Regions from separate parts of the Zea mays genome. Here region 1 is linked to region 2. A link is a contact called in public Hi-C data. All regions are on one chromosome and are shown on one strand. The core of a region is the stretch at or near the end of the contact, and the rest is flanking DNA. Distances in the headings are between cores, read along the strand shown.

What was found. A called contact is a pair of places that touch in the nucleus more often than the background predicts.
Region 1: a Hi-C map of bundle sheath shows a contact between it and region 2, with 2.9 times the contacts expected there. The contact joins the promoter of LOC100501797 here to the promoter of LOC103640153 in region 2. A contact is called at or near these places in 2 of 25 Hi-C or Micro-C datasets (bundle sheath and leaf).

Annotation. Positions count from the first base shown.
Region 1 is chr9:108,571,681-108,578,462 of Zm-B73-REFERENCE-NAM-5.0, reverse strand. It overlaps LOC100501797, which reads right to left and starts at 3,457. Exons shown (of 19, transcript NM_001196453.1): 1 at 3,076-3,457; 2 at 1,975-2,056; 3 at 1,529-1,607; 4 at 1,327-1,424; 5 at 1,142-1,198. The coding sequence starts at 3,209.
Region 2 is chr9:108,307,566-108,314,935 of Zm-B73-REFERENCE-NAM-5.0, reverse strand. It overlaps LOC103640153 (lysosomal Pro-X carboxypeptidase), which reads left to right and starts at 3,819. Exons shown (of 10, transcript XM_008662789.3): 1 at 3,819-4,295; 2 at 7,207-7,370. The coding sequence starts at 3,819.

The DNA of each region.
Region 1 (6,782 bases), core at 2,208-4,707, 260 kb before region 2:
TCTAGACATATATATAGTATATAGTAATAGGATATAGTTATACAATTTACAATACACAATACAGCAAGCATCAAGATGGTGACTTAGCTGTGTGTTTGCTGTCCATAACTCCCCACAATACAGCAATCAAAAAGCACACTCATCATCTAAGGATGAACTCATCTTGAGGGCGAGCATTGGAGGGGGGGCTGTGGCAAGACGGGTGCCCGCCTAGAACTTGCAGGCGAGGGGCGGCAGTATCTCTGTCTTTGGTGGGGGTGGCGATGCATCTTCGGTGGCCGGCGGCTGTAGCTGCATCCTTGTGCACCGGCACCGGCGGTAGCTGTGAACTTGTGTTGCGGCGGCGGTCGCGGCCTTGTGCGGTATCGGCAGTTGCGCTCTTCGCGAAGAACTGCAGGAGCACGAGCGGGTGTCCGGCGTCCAGCACTCCAAGCTTTTGTCTTGTGTCCGTTGGCCAACCCTAGAAGCCCACATTTGCAGCCCAGCTCCAACAGCCCGTCAACAAAGACACATCTAATCTGGTCATCCCAGTTCAAATCGGACAACTAGTCGTGACTAACCGTCAACTAATCGGACGACTAGTTTTCTAGTCGGACTAATCGCATCGGTGGGTCTGGTCGGATGTAGTCTACCGATTAGGCCGACTAATCACGATTAGTCGGATGACTTGAAAACACTGCGAGTTAGTATTTTTTTTCCTTCCTTTGAAGGTCTTTTTCATTTCTGTGTTTTTTCTGGCCTTGCTCAGCATGGTCTTCTTGTAAGATGGTTCCTTCTCTCTTTTATATAAAGACGTGCAGCGCTGCTGCGCATTTGAGAAAAATAAATAAATAGAATTGAAGTAACACTCCCACCTTCAACAAAATATCCATCAGATTAAGCAATGGAAGAACATAAATAGAACATAAGGTGTCTATCCTTTTTCCTTTGTGACTACACTTAGCAATATGTAGGTGTGAACTTGAAAAGTTGAAATATTCTGGTACACCATGATAAAAGCATTACACAACTTTTTTTACGCGAAAAATATTTTATCTCCATAAAGTGATCAATCTAAGCAAAGAGCATGGGTAAACTAACAAAGTAACAAGCACAGTTCAAAAGGGTAGTTTAGAAAAGGAGGGATTAGAAATGCAGTTACCTCACATAATTTAATTTTAAATTTATTTTTCCTAAAAGACCGGGCCAATTCCATTTCCTGAAAATTATGGCATGCAGAAGTTAAGTGAACAGTATGATGCTAAAAAGTAAGAATAATTATATATTTATATAAAACATGGGCCCATTCATAACATAATGACACGATATAGTGCAGAGCTAAATAACCTCCAAGTGTGAAGGAGACAGGACGCCTTCCAGCTTCTGAAGATCCCTTGAATGCATCACCTCATGATCTTCCCGAAATGTATGGAAAAATGACCGAGCTGTGGGAAATAGTATCATAGAAAAAAAAATCTCTGAATAAATTAATGAAAATAATAAAAACAGAAAGTCTATCAAATCAAAATATATCCAAAATAACAAATACCTTCCTGCATATGTCCTTCTGCCACTAGATCCATGAAGCTATGGATGAAAACTGGATAAAGGACGCGAAGTAATTCGTGCTACAAAAAATATCTGAATTAAGAAACATGAATTATATTGCCAGGTTTAAGAATAGAATGGTGGAACGCAAGTAAAAGACCAGATCACAGCATTAAATGGTTCACCGGCCATAAGAAAATGTCCTTTTGAAAGACGAGAGCTACATAAGTTGTCAAGTGCAAAATCATGCTTATGTGACAGATTTGAGATTCATAAAAGGAGGTATGCCTTGTAAATTTGTGTGATAGAGCACAGATGATTCAATTAAATGTGTCCCTTGAAGGTAACAACACGAAATAGTTTGAAGGTGCCATATGCATTGGTTGGAAAAAATTACATTTACAAAGTATGTGAATATTAAGTACAATTTATCTACAAGCAGTGCACCTTATATTGATCAAGAGAACTGTATGCCCATGTTCTTAATCTGCTATATCCATCGTAGTATCTCGCTGGATCATTGTCAGACCTGTTATTGAAGAATATAATAAATAAAAGGATGTATACTGTAAGAATGTAAGTGAAAATATAACCACTTCAGAATTTGTGTATACTAAGGTATTAGGAAAATATATGTAGGAAGAGTGAAAGACAAGGACAAAACAACTGATCTTTGATTATTATAATATCAATAAAGCACCACTGAACCAACAAAGCAGATTGCTTCACCAATCATCACATGCAACTGCAAGCAGTCCAAAAAACAGTTTTCCAAATGGCCACAGACAGCAGGCTCTAACAACTTGATGCCACAGAAATTTCAGGCAGAGAAACATTGAATTTGCTGTTACCTATCCCTTCCCTCCCCAAGATGATGGTCCTAACGACTAAGCAACATGTGGGGCATTTCTTCCTCTCCAAAGAACAGATGTCTGATACACGAGTGGAAACAACCTGAGAAAACAAACTATAGCACTTGCCACTAAAAGAAAACAGCAGTATCTTTTTTTCCTTGAACTCACAGGTGAATTACATGGTGTTGTATCAGGATTCAGGAGATAGAATAAAATGGTACAATTGCAACACAGGCCAGACTCTACCTCAAAATAACAGTGTAGCCAAAGTTAAGCATTTTTCACAACTTATTGCAATTTTCAATTGTGATAAAATTTTAATCAGGGTTGCTAGCATGATGGGCCTGAACAATGGCATGTAATCTGCAGGTGACAGCCACTAAAACATTGATCTTCATGAGAACTGAATTGACATAATTTTATACTCTTCAATTAGAGTGCCAATTCATCCTACTTGACTATCTAGCCAAGGGTTCACATCAAAGCAACCAAACTAGTCAAATCAGCAGTCAAGCGAGAGCACCGAGACAGAGTTTCACAAACCAAGCAGCCAAATAAAGTGCACCAATTCAGACTGTACAGTGTACACGAGTCCACTAGATTTCCTCGCACCAGAAGCTATCGCCACAAGCCAAAACGACCAGGTCAGAGGTATATGGACGAATCTACCTAGCCAGGGAAGGGCCGAACCTACCGTGCAAGCGCAACGTCGGAGATGGCGGAGGTGGAGAGGCGGTTGCGCTCCTCCTGGAGCGCAAGCTCAGTGAGGCGGAAACCCTTGCGCTGCAAGTACTGCTGCACCTTCTTCTCCATCTCCTCGTCCTCCATTGTCGCCGCCAGCGCGGAGCGAGCGAGCGGAAGCGGCGAGCTCTAGGGTTTAGGGGTCTGGATCTCAAGTGAGAGAAGAGAACGATGCTCCAAAGATCGCAGCAGATAGAGGGCGCGAAAAGGCAGAAGGCCTCGCCGGCGAGGCGTAGGAGCGAGGGCGAGCTGCGAGTGTGGCCGGCGAGGTCGTGGCGGGCAGACCTGACAGCGAGCGGTGAAGGTCGACGGCGCGAGCGCGACGAGGGAACGCCTCGAACGCGGCGGCGAGCGACTCCCTTCAGCCGTAATGGGCCGGTCAATGAGTCGTGTCGAGTATTGGGCCCAACTGGGCCGTGCGCTCTACAAGGCAATCGCTATTCCAACCTATAAGCAAACAAAAAACATAACGGGGCGTTTGGATCCCTTCATTTTAGAGGAATTGGAATTCACTCAATAAAGTAATTTATTTAGTTTGGAATTTAAAATTCCACCACTTTCCAGAGTTCATATATAAGCCTATCTCAAATTCATGGGTGGAGGTTGGGAAATAATTTTATGCATTAGTAGAATTTGTTTCTAATCCATAACTTACATGACACTCTTTGTCTCACTCATCTATATTAAAAATGTAGCACATAAATATCTCTGACATCTTGTTAATAATAGTATATAAATATATTTTGCATAAAACCGAATTAGCTTAATAGATATATGCTTAAATTACTATTAGTAGAATGGAATTCAATTCCAATGATCCAAACGGGGCGTGTCTTAAGAGCAACTCCAAAAAACTACTAAAATAACATTTTCCAAAACTTATTATTGGAGATTGGTGGAAAAAATCCTAAAAAACATAAAACAACACAACAGAATGCTAATAACTGACCTCTAAAATCTAACCCCGATCTTCTACACCTTCATTGATGCACGACCGTAAGGTGGACTAGGTGCTTATGGACAACTTCCACGCATCCATGGCTTGTACCAGATTGCTCTCCCGCCACCGTTGCACTTACACCAGATTTCTCTCCACGCATCCATGTAAGATGACTGTCAAATAGCTGCACTCTAAATAATATAAACCACACAAAAGAATGCTAATAACTGATCTCTAAAATCTAAACCCCGATCTTCTACACCTTCATTGATGCAGTTACACAACGGGAGCGACCGCAAGGTGGACTAGGTGCTTATGGACAACTTCCACGCATCCATGGCTTGTACCAGATTGCTCTCCCACCACCGTTGCACTTGCACCAGATTTCTCTCCACGCATCCATGCAAGATGACCGTCAAATAGCTGCACTAGATTGATCTCCACGCGTCAAGCAAGATGACCGTCAAGCAGCTGCAATTGATTGATCTCCCGTCGTTGCTCAATCATCTCCCGCCGCCACTGTGTGAGGCAAAAATAAACGCAAACCAACTAGGTACGTACATTGGATCGATTGGGGAGCAATATATGACACGTAAATTTGCGGAAGAAAGGGCAAGGGATGAGGGTCGCGAAGATTATGGGAAGAGGAAAAGGGAACGGTTAGAGGGCTTAAAATGTGTTTTTTCTCTAAAAACACTTTTGGGGTTAGTTTACATGTTTTCTTGAAGATGCTCTAACCAGGATGAAAACCTATTCTCTAAACCCACCTACCAGGTAGCTAAATTTACCTATGCTTCTATAGTCACTTGATAATTATATATATACTACTCTATTAAGAACCTAATATGGCCACCTGGTGCTAGCACGGCTTCATCCTCGGCACTAACTCTCTGGGTCCACCCACCACACCATACAAAAAATAGTGCAGGGCGAGCACTAGAACCCACGTCCTTTGCTTCAAAATTTTGGAGGTGACTATCAGACCACATGTACTGTAGTCTTTAGAAATAAACAATAATTATATTTAAATAAATATTCTGATACCTATTTATATGATATATAACAACCGTAGCAAAGTATGGGCAACTAGCTAGTTAAAGACTTAATATTTTGAACCATTTGGGAACTAAAAGCTAAACTACAAACAAAACTTTTTATATTTCTCATCTACTCAATCCTAATCCCAAGAGCGAGATTCTTTTTAATGGATAGAATTTGTAACACCCTGAAATCCTAATTTTGAATTTTAAGAAGAATTCTCTCAGGTTTTACATAAATGTGCCTTCTAAAAAAGATCCTAACATGAAATATAGTTTTGTTGAATTATATATCTAGAAATATTCTCTACAAGATTTAAATTAAAATATCTTCTGATAAAAGATCATATTTATAAACTACTTTCTATAAAAAATAATCAATAAATACATAGTTTTTGAATGAGCTTTTAATTGGACAATTAGTATTTTCCCCAAAATAAAATTATTTATGTGTGCACTACATATTTGCATCATTTGAATACAATAGTTAATATAATAAAAATATAATAATAATATATATTACATCATGCCATGATTTTTTATTTCTGCATCTAAGTTGAAGTATGGAAATCAAAATCAAACTTGAACGTGAATTTAAATTGAGAACAGGAAATAAAAAACTAAAAGGGAAAATAGAAAAAGGGAAAACTTGAGTCCGGCTCGGCTTGCCACTCCCCTCAGAACCACATACATGTCGGCCCGCTTGCTCCCCTTCCCTTTTCTTTATCCATGTGTGGCTAACGTGTAGGGCCCAAACACCAAAACCTTCTTCCCAACTACTTCGTAACCGAATTCTGTTGCTATGAGCGTGCCGACCCGCTCGGTATGCTGTCAACTAAGCATCGCCTAGCCAGGGGCATCAGGATATATAAATGTGCACACCTCGCCCTTCCCTGAGTCTAGCCACAACCACGCCGAGAGCAAAGTTGTGCGCCATCATCGGACGAGCAAAGATAGGAGAGAGAGAGAGTATAGCCACCAGGGCCATCTTTGAGCCTACACTGTCATTCGTGTCTTGACAGGTGATCGAGTGGAATCGGGGAGCGTGGGGACCACGCGTGTGGCCTTGTTGTGAGGAGGGAGTGGTTTGTAGTGTCAGGAACCTCGCATCGGCAAGGAGCTTCTTCGCCGAGCCATGGCGCACTGTGGACGATGACCTCTACATCACCATCATCGGTAATACCTATCCTTATCGAGTCATCTTCGTCCCCGCATCTTGTATCGTGTGTAGGATGGGAGTTTAAGCAGTTGGGTAGCTTGTTGGCATACGCCGACCATGGTCGTCGCCGCAGAAGTCCTGTTCACCGTGGCTAGTTGGTCAGGAGGTGGTAGAGGATATCCCTGTCGTCGATCCATGCTCGAGCGTTCACCCGCAGATCGAGGATATCGTTTTGTCACGTGGAGTGCTGGTCATGGATCAACGATCCAAGGGCCATGAGTGGGGGTGTCATGGTTGGCGTTCGGGTCGTGGATCCTTGATCTCGTGGTTGAGATTAGAAATCGGTTTAAGCTTGTATTCAGGGTTGTCGATATGGGATCGGTCGATCCAGGCGTGGTTACATTAGAGATGGCGATGGGTACCCGAAACCCAAATACTCAGTGGGTTTTACCCGATATGAAGGCGGGTACGAGATGTTTTATTTACCGTAGGTATGTTAATGGGTAAGAACCTTCACCCGTTGG
Region 2 (7,370 bases), core at 2,570-5,069:
CAACACTAAAATTTGGGTGTTAAACATGTTTAAAAAAAAACGATACTTTATTTCACGCATGCTCACAAATTCGGTTGCTGGATAGACTAGGAGACATTGGATATGGTCATATGCATGGATCCTGCAGGGGGTCTAAAATTAGGATGTGAAGAGGGGAAAACTCCAAGATGCACTAAAAATGAACAAAAAATGGATCCTGCAGGGTCCAAGCGTTCTCGTGTGGCATACCTATTCAATCCTTAGATCTAAGAGCATCTCCAAAAGAACACTAAAACCAACCCGAAAACGTGTTTTGGGGTAGAAAAGCAAAAAAAACTCCATCCAACAGTTCCCCTTTCCTTCTCCAAATTTTTAGCGTCCCGCATCCGAGCTTCACTATCCCTCAAATATTCGCGAGCAAAGTTGTTCCCCAATCCCCTCGCCGGCCTCTTGCTCCCTCGCACCGCGCATGACGTCGGTGACCGACCCCGACACGTTCACCAGCTCGTCCTTGTCATTGTCCTCGGTGAACAGCCAGTGGGTCAGGTAGTCGTCGTTGTCCTCGTTCTGCGATGGTTCCGCCTCGTGGGCGTCCAGCTTCATGGAGAAGCTGTAGCTGGAGGACTTGTAGAGCATGATGGCTTTGTGTTCCTGCCGCCATCGTCTTCGTCACTATCATCCGCGGCGGCGCGCTGCAGGCCGCCGTCTGCTTCCTGCTGTACCATGATGGCGGAGAGAAGACCCTATGACGACGTGAGCTCTTTTAAATGTTTAAGGGACCGGTTATTAGCATTCTGATATGAGTTTAGTTTTTTTTTGGAGGAAATTTTTTTTCGGCAGCCCCCAATATGATGTTTTGGGGAACAATTTCTTAAGAAGCTCTTGGAGTTGCTCTAAGATTGTTATTATTTCTTACTATGCGTAGTGATGTATTTTAAAAGCCGTCAAATGTTACTCTATAACTGATAAGTTATAAAAGAGGTTTCGAGTATGCCATAAAATATAGGTGAGACGTGAGCGGATCACTATATAATTTACCCCTTGTATATAACGAGAGAGATATGTACATGCCTCTTGATATGGTCGGACTAAGAAAGTACATGTCCATACCAACATGATTATAGAGTTAATTATGATATGACTAAATACTTAGTCATAAATTGTAATCCACTATAAGATCGAGTGAAGTGTTAAGCTATCACAAGGGTGGTCTAACTCTTGCCTTGAGTTCAGAGTAACACTAAATGAGTGCCCCGTGCGTTGCAACGGAAATATATAATACCATGATAACTTATATATGAAATGTGTCTTATATTGTTATAAGAAAATGTTTCATAATTCATTTGTGATCCTAGCCATACATAAATTTTGTTATTTTAATTTAACTGTTCCACTACTACATTGCAACCATCAGTATCATACAGACTTCGATATATACCATGATTTGCATGGTCTCATCATTGGAGAGCACGTGCCACACCTACCGGTAGAAGTTCCCTCGTACATCGTCAGTCATCAGGCATGCACCACCATACATGTTTGCTTAAACAAAAAGGCAAGTGTATGCGTTTGTGAAGAGAATTAAAGGCAGACCAGCACAAAAGCTACCTCGGCGATGACAAGTGGTCATTGCTGTCGGTCCTCCTCTGTGTCACCTCTGTCGCCAAGATGACGTCATAGTCTTTGATATAGTAGTCGTCGAACGCGCGTGACATGGCGAGTACTGATGACTTTTGGCTGGACTGCTAAACGAAGTGCACCCCGGGCTCATCAGCGAGGTAGTACACCTAGCCGTTGCACCTCCAGATGTGCTACTCCTCTGCATACATCTTATTCGAGGATACTCACACAACATCAGCAACAGCCGTCGTCCCAGCGCACAAGAATTCAAGGCCGGTCAGTAGCGACTTACGTGGCCGGTTGAGCTTCAGGTGGATGATGAGCTAGATGGCGTGACGGTGCCGTCGTCGGATGCGGTGCCCAGAACAACCCGAGAGTCGCCGGTGTTGGCGACGACTATGAGGTCCCCCGTTTGAATATGGACAACGGTGTAGCCGCTCTGGATCGCGTCCAAGCGACGGCTGCGTCGGAGCTTGCTGAACATAGCGACACATGCGGCCAAGTAGGACTGCTTTCAGAGGTCGAACTGGCAGTCGCCAAGCTTCTTCTCATCGTCGATGAGCGACGCCAACGCGAGCGCCTCCTGCCAGTGGTGTTTGTTTGGGGTTTCCAAGTAAGAAACATGGATTCATCTTTGGCGTTGGTTTATGAAAATGACTCACAAGTCAGATCCATGGAAAAAATATTATGGAGAATAAATGTCACACATATAAAAAAGGAATTTAAGTTGAAAACTTATTCAAACAAAAGAAGTTGCATGCAAGACTCTTCTTTAAATACTACTCTCTCCATCCAAAAATATAATTCGGGAATCTCGTTGATAATTATCTACTACTACACATTGTGCAAGGGTAGCAGGTGAGCTTTGGGAGAGATGTAGATATTTTTACTGTAACAGATATTGACATAAACATGTGATGTAGTGGTAGCTACAAGCACATTTGCGTGAGAGGTCGTGGGTTCGAATCCCATTAGAGTCACATTTGTTTTTTTTAATTTTAATTTAATTTTAGCTAGGCGTGTGATGCACGTGGGAATGAGAATGAGCTTTGCGGAGAGGGAAAATGAGAAAGACAGTTGTGTTTTTTTAATTTAATTTTAGCTAGGCGTGTGATGCACGTGGGAATGAGAATGAACTTTGCGGAGAGGGAAATGATAGAACACAGAATGACAGTCTACCCCTTACTGCCTTAATAGGTAGTAGAGATATGGAAAAAGGGTCAAGTCGTATTTATATCAAAGTTCGGTTGGCGTGGGATGCACGTGGGAATGAGAATGAGCTTTGCGGAGAGGGAAAATGAGAAAGATAGTTGTGTTTTTTTAATTTAATTTTAGCTAGGCGTGTGATGCACGTGGGAATGAGAATGAACTTTGCGGAGAGGGAAATGATAGAACACAGAATGACAGTCTACCCCTTACTGCCTTAATAGGTAGTAGAGATATGGAAAAAGGGTCAAGTCGTGTTTATATCAAAGTTCGGTTGATATGACCTTCATATGTATATGAGATTTAATAGGTGCTGCTAGGCGTCACTATTGACTAATGGCTCCCAAATATTTTTCAATCGTGATCGTCTATATATGAACCTAACAGATCATCCAGGGTTACAGGCATCCAAGGTACCATTTTCGTCTCTCCTCTCGCTACTCATATATGGTACTAGCACAATAGCGTCGCGTCGTTTCATCTTTTCGCACGGAGATACCGTAAAAGTGTTGCTGCTAGTGGTGCGGTATTGGTCGATAATGAATATGAGAAGCAAGAACCGATATATTGTGTTGTTGATATACGAGAATATGCTTCCACTTTATCATCGTGTTCTTGTTTTACTCCACGTCTCCGCTATGCTTCTAGCGTTAACGATCTATAATTATTTACTCACATATATATTATCTTGATTGAACACCTAATAATCCATTACATAGGTGGGATTCTAGCGGGGAGCCTGTGCCACTAGGCTGGGCAAAGCCGTCGACGAATTTCAGAACTTCGCTTGTGTGTCACTGTCACCAGGCCATCAGACCAGACGCCTAGTCGTCATGCGACCTCAACAACGCTGATCGGCAGAAATTAACACGCGCCAGCAGCCTCGTCGTGATCGTGACCTCCTTGTTCGTGCACCTTGTTATTATAAATCACACGAAGGGTGAGTGTGTGATGCTAATAAAGAGAACGCCGCAGGCCCGCAGTGAAGGAGAGACGGACAACATCAACAATATATGGCGACACCTCCTGTGCTCGCGTTCTTGCTGCTTCTCCTCGTTTCATCCTTTTCACATGCATCAGTCGCAGCGGTGCTCCCAGCACACTCCAACCCCAACCCGTTCCCGACAACCACTCCACTGCACCTGCAGGCTCGTCGGCAGCAGCGTGTGCGTCAGCCAAACAGCCCGGCGGACGCTACTAAGCTCGCCGCCGCCGCCGCCGATGACACCGGTACCACGGCGGGGCCGTTCACGGTGCACTACTTCCAGCAGGAGCTGGACCACTTCTCCTTCACGCCCAACGCGTCGACGGTGTTCTATCAGAAGTACCTCGTCAACGACACGTTCTGGCGGAGGCCCGGCGGCGGCGGCACGGCCGGGCCGCTGTTGGTGTACGTCGGCGGTGAGGCCGACATTGAGTGCATCGCTCACAACGTGGGCTTCATGTTCGATATCGCGCCCACGTTCGGCGCGCTCCTAGTCTTCGTCGAGGTACAAATACTTCACGTTGCCGAGTGCAAAATCATCTTAAAACTCTCGCATGACAAAATAAATATGAATAATTGTGCCAGTACCTCTATTTTAGGGTGTAACTAGAGATTTACTCTTGTTTTTAGAGTTTGCGTGTTTGCCATTAGTTTTCTATGTCCCTACTCCGTTAGTTGTAAGTTGTAACTAACGATGCTAAGTCTCGATAAAAATACAAGGGACAATTGCGCCATTACCCTTATTTTGAAGTGCAACTGCAATTTTACCTTTATTTTTTAGACTTTACGTGTTTTTATAGAAATTCAAATTATTTTTGCAAACAATTCAATTTATTTTGGACAACAATTCAAATTATTTTACAATAACTTGAATTATTTTATAAATTTTAAAATTAATTTGACAAATTATTCAAATTGTTGTCGAGAGGCAAAATAATGTGAATTATTATCATTTTTTTATTTTGAAAATAATTAATTTTTTTTGCAAACTAATTTGAAATGTTGCCAAAATATTTCTATTTTGAAAATAATTCAAATTATTGAAAAATAATTTGAAATGTTGTCAAAATAATTTGAATTGTTGTGGAAATAATCTGAATTGTCATAAAAATATGTAAGGACTAAAAACAATACAAAATTACAATTACACTTTAAATAGGTGCACTAGCGCAATTGTCTCTTGTCTTTTTTATCAAGATGTAACACCGCTAATTACTACTAACAAAATAGGGGCACACCATAGTTTGTTATGAAAAACAAGGGACAAACATGCAAAGTTTAAAAAGTAGGGACAAATTTGTAGTTATATGCTATAAAGAAGCAATGACACAATTACCCTAAATAAAAAATGGATATAACTTTCAAGAGACGGATAATTGAGCAAATACAAATTACATAATTTATAAAACATAAATAGAAGTTATATAATTCATGAAGCTATAAAATAATATAATTCATAAATAAAATATAATGCTCTATTAAATTATTTTGGAGCTAATTATAGGTCGAACTAGTATGGATTTTGACCTCATGTTGAAGGATACAAAGCTTGTGTGGTTGCTTCAAAACTGATAGTTGGTGCTATAGTGAATGACTCAACTATCTCATAGACATCTATGATATGCTCCTCTACGCTCATCCTCAATGATCATATTATGCATAATGATATATGTACGTAGGATCATATCGAGTACTTGGTAGGAAAAAGAATGACTTGTGCTAGCGAGAATATGGAAGCGAGCGTTGAGGATTCCAATGCTCTCTATGTCCTTTTGCACGTCCTTCTAGTATGCAGTAAACATATGTTTCTTTGAGGTCTACAAAAGGGGAATGGTCTTCATAAACACTAGCCATCGGGGTATATGCCAACAGTGAGATAGCACAATTGGTTGTACTCATATCCATTCACCGTAAAGTTCGTATTTGATATTTGATGCTTCTCCCTTGATCATGTCAGTGAACAATGATGATTTGTTAAGCACACTGACGTCGTTATTTGACCCTGCTACCCTAAAAAACATGTCAAATCAGTAAGACATAAATGACAACCTTGTCGAGCATGATGGTTATGGATTTAATGTTCCCCTAATAAACTGCCATTTTCAATGGGATATAGTTCCTCCACTTCTAATACATGCAATCTATACATCATATCATACTATAAAATTTCTTCTCATTCATAGCTAAAGACATCTAAGATCGTCAATAGCGGGACGATGACTATACTCCTCATTAGAATATGAAATGACACACATATAGAAATGTTCAAAACACTACAAGGTGGAGCTTTTCTCTATTTTGATATACTCATTAATGGAGTCAACAACGTTAGCATACACGAGCAAGTGGAGGGTAGCTGTGCATTTTTGTGGGGGAGAAACCACTACGGTTGAGTGCATCGACTCTAAAAGTAAAATAGGGGGAATGCTCACTCAACCCGTCCAAGATTTTTGTGGGGGGAGAAACCATTGTGGTTGAGTAACTTCATCAAAAGAATAGCAAAGGGTAAACACTCGTGTCATTGAAGTAGTCTTGCATTAGCTTGTTGTGGACGACTTCACGATCTCGGTACATGTAGCTCCTCTGCTGCATCCTTCGTCTCTCTCTCATTGAACCACCACATTCATCATAATTTGATGCAGCACATCGAGTACATCTTTGGCGATCTCAACATTGGACCCCAAAAAGACATGGCGAGAGTTGTTTGGTGGAGTAAAAGAAAAGTGAGAGGAGTGAAATAGTAAGTGGTACAAGTGAAATGGAGAGTGAGGGATGTGAATGAACCTAAGCACCCCTTCCATTTATAGCCGGATTCTATGATTTTTTTAAAAAAGTTATATTTTCGTATTTTTTAGACTTTAAACAATTCAAAACGGCTAGCTGATGTGGCTCACGTGTAGACCAATCGAAACACACTACATTGCTAAAGTTGGTCGATATCGACTGGTTCAGATCGATACCGACCAATAAGGGTCGGCCACCTCGAATTGATAGATAGGTATCAACCCGATCATCCAGTGCGTCAGCCGATATCGATCAACATCGTCTCCAATGTCATCGATACTAACAAAATCAACCGGTTGGTAGGTCCATCGACCCGTCGACCGGTGTTGGAGTTGACCCGATATGTACAGATCGACGCCGAATAAACATCAGCGATCTAAGACACCTGCCATAGTGCTTATTGTTGTTGTCTTCCTGGTCTCCATGGACCATGGTATAAGAAATCGATTCATCAGGCTACCAGTCCTGTAGATTCCCCTTACAAGAACGCAACTAAATTAATGTAATTGATTTTATATTTCTAATACAGATACATTCTAAAACCAAAGAAGCTTTCATTATCGCAGTTCAGTTACCATTATGGTCTATTGACGTTTGCATTTTTATGTCATCATTTCTGCTACCATGATCAGCATCGGTTCTACGGGGAGTCGCTGCCGTTTGGGAACAACTCAGCGCAGGCACTCGGCTACTTGACGTCAACGCAGGCACTCGCCGACTTGGCTATCCTCATCACCGATCTTAAGCGGAACCTCTCAGCCGAGACATCACCCGTAGTCATCTTCGGTGGCTCATA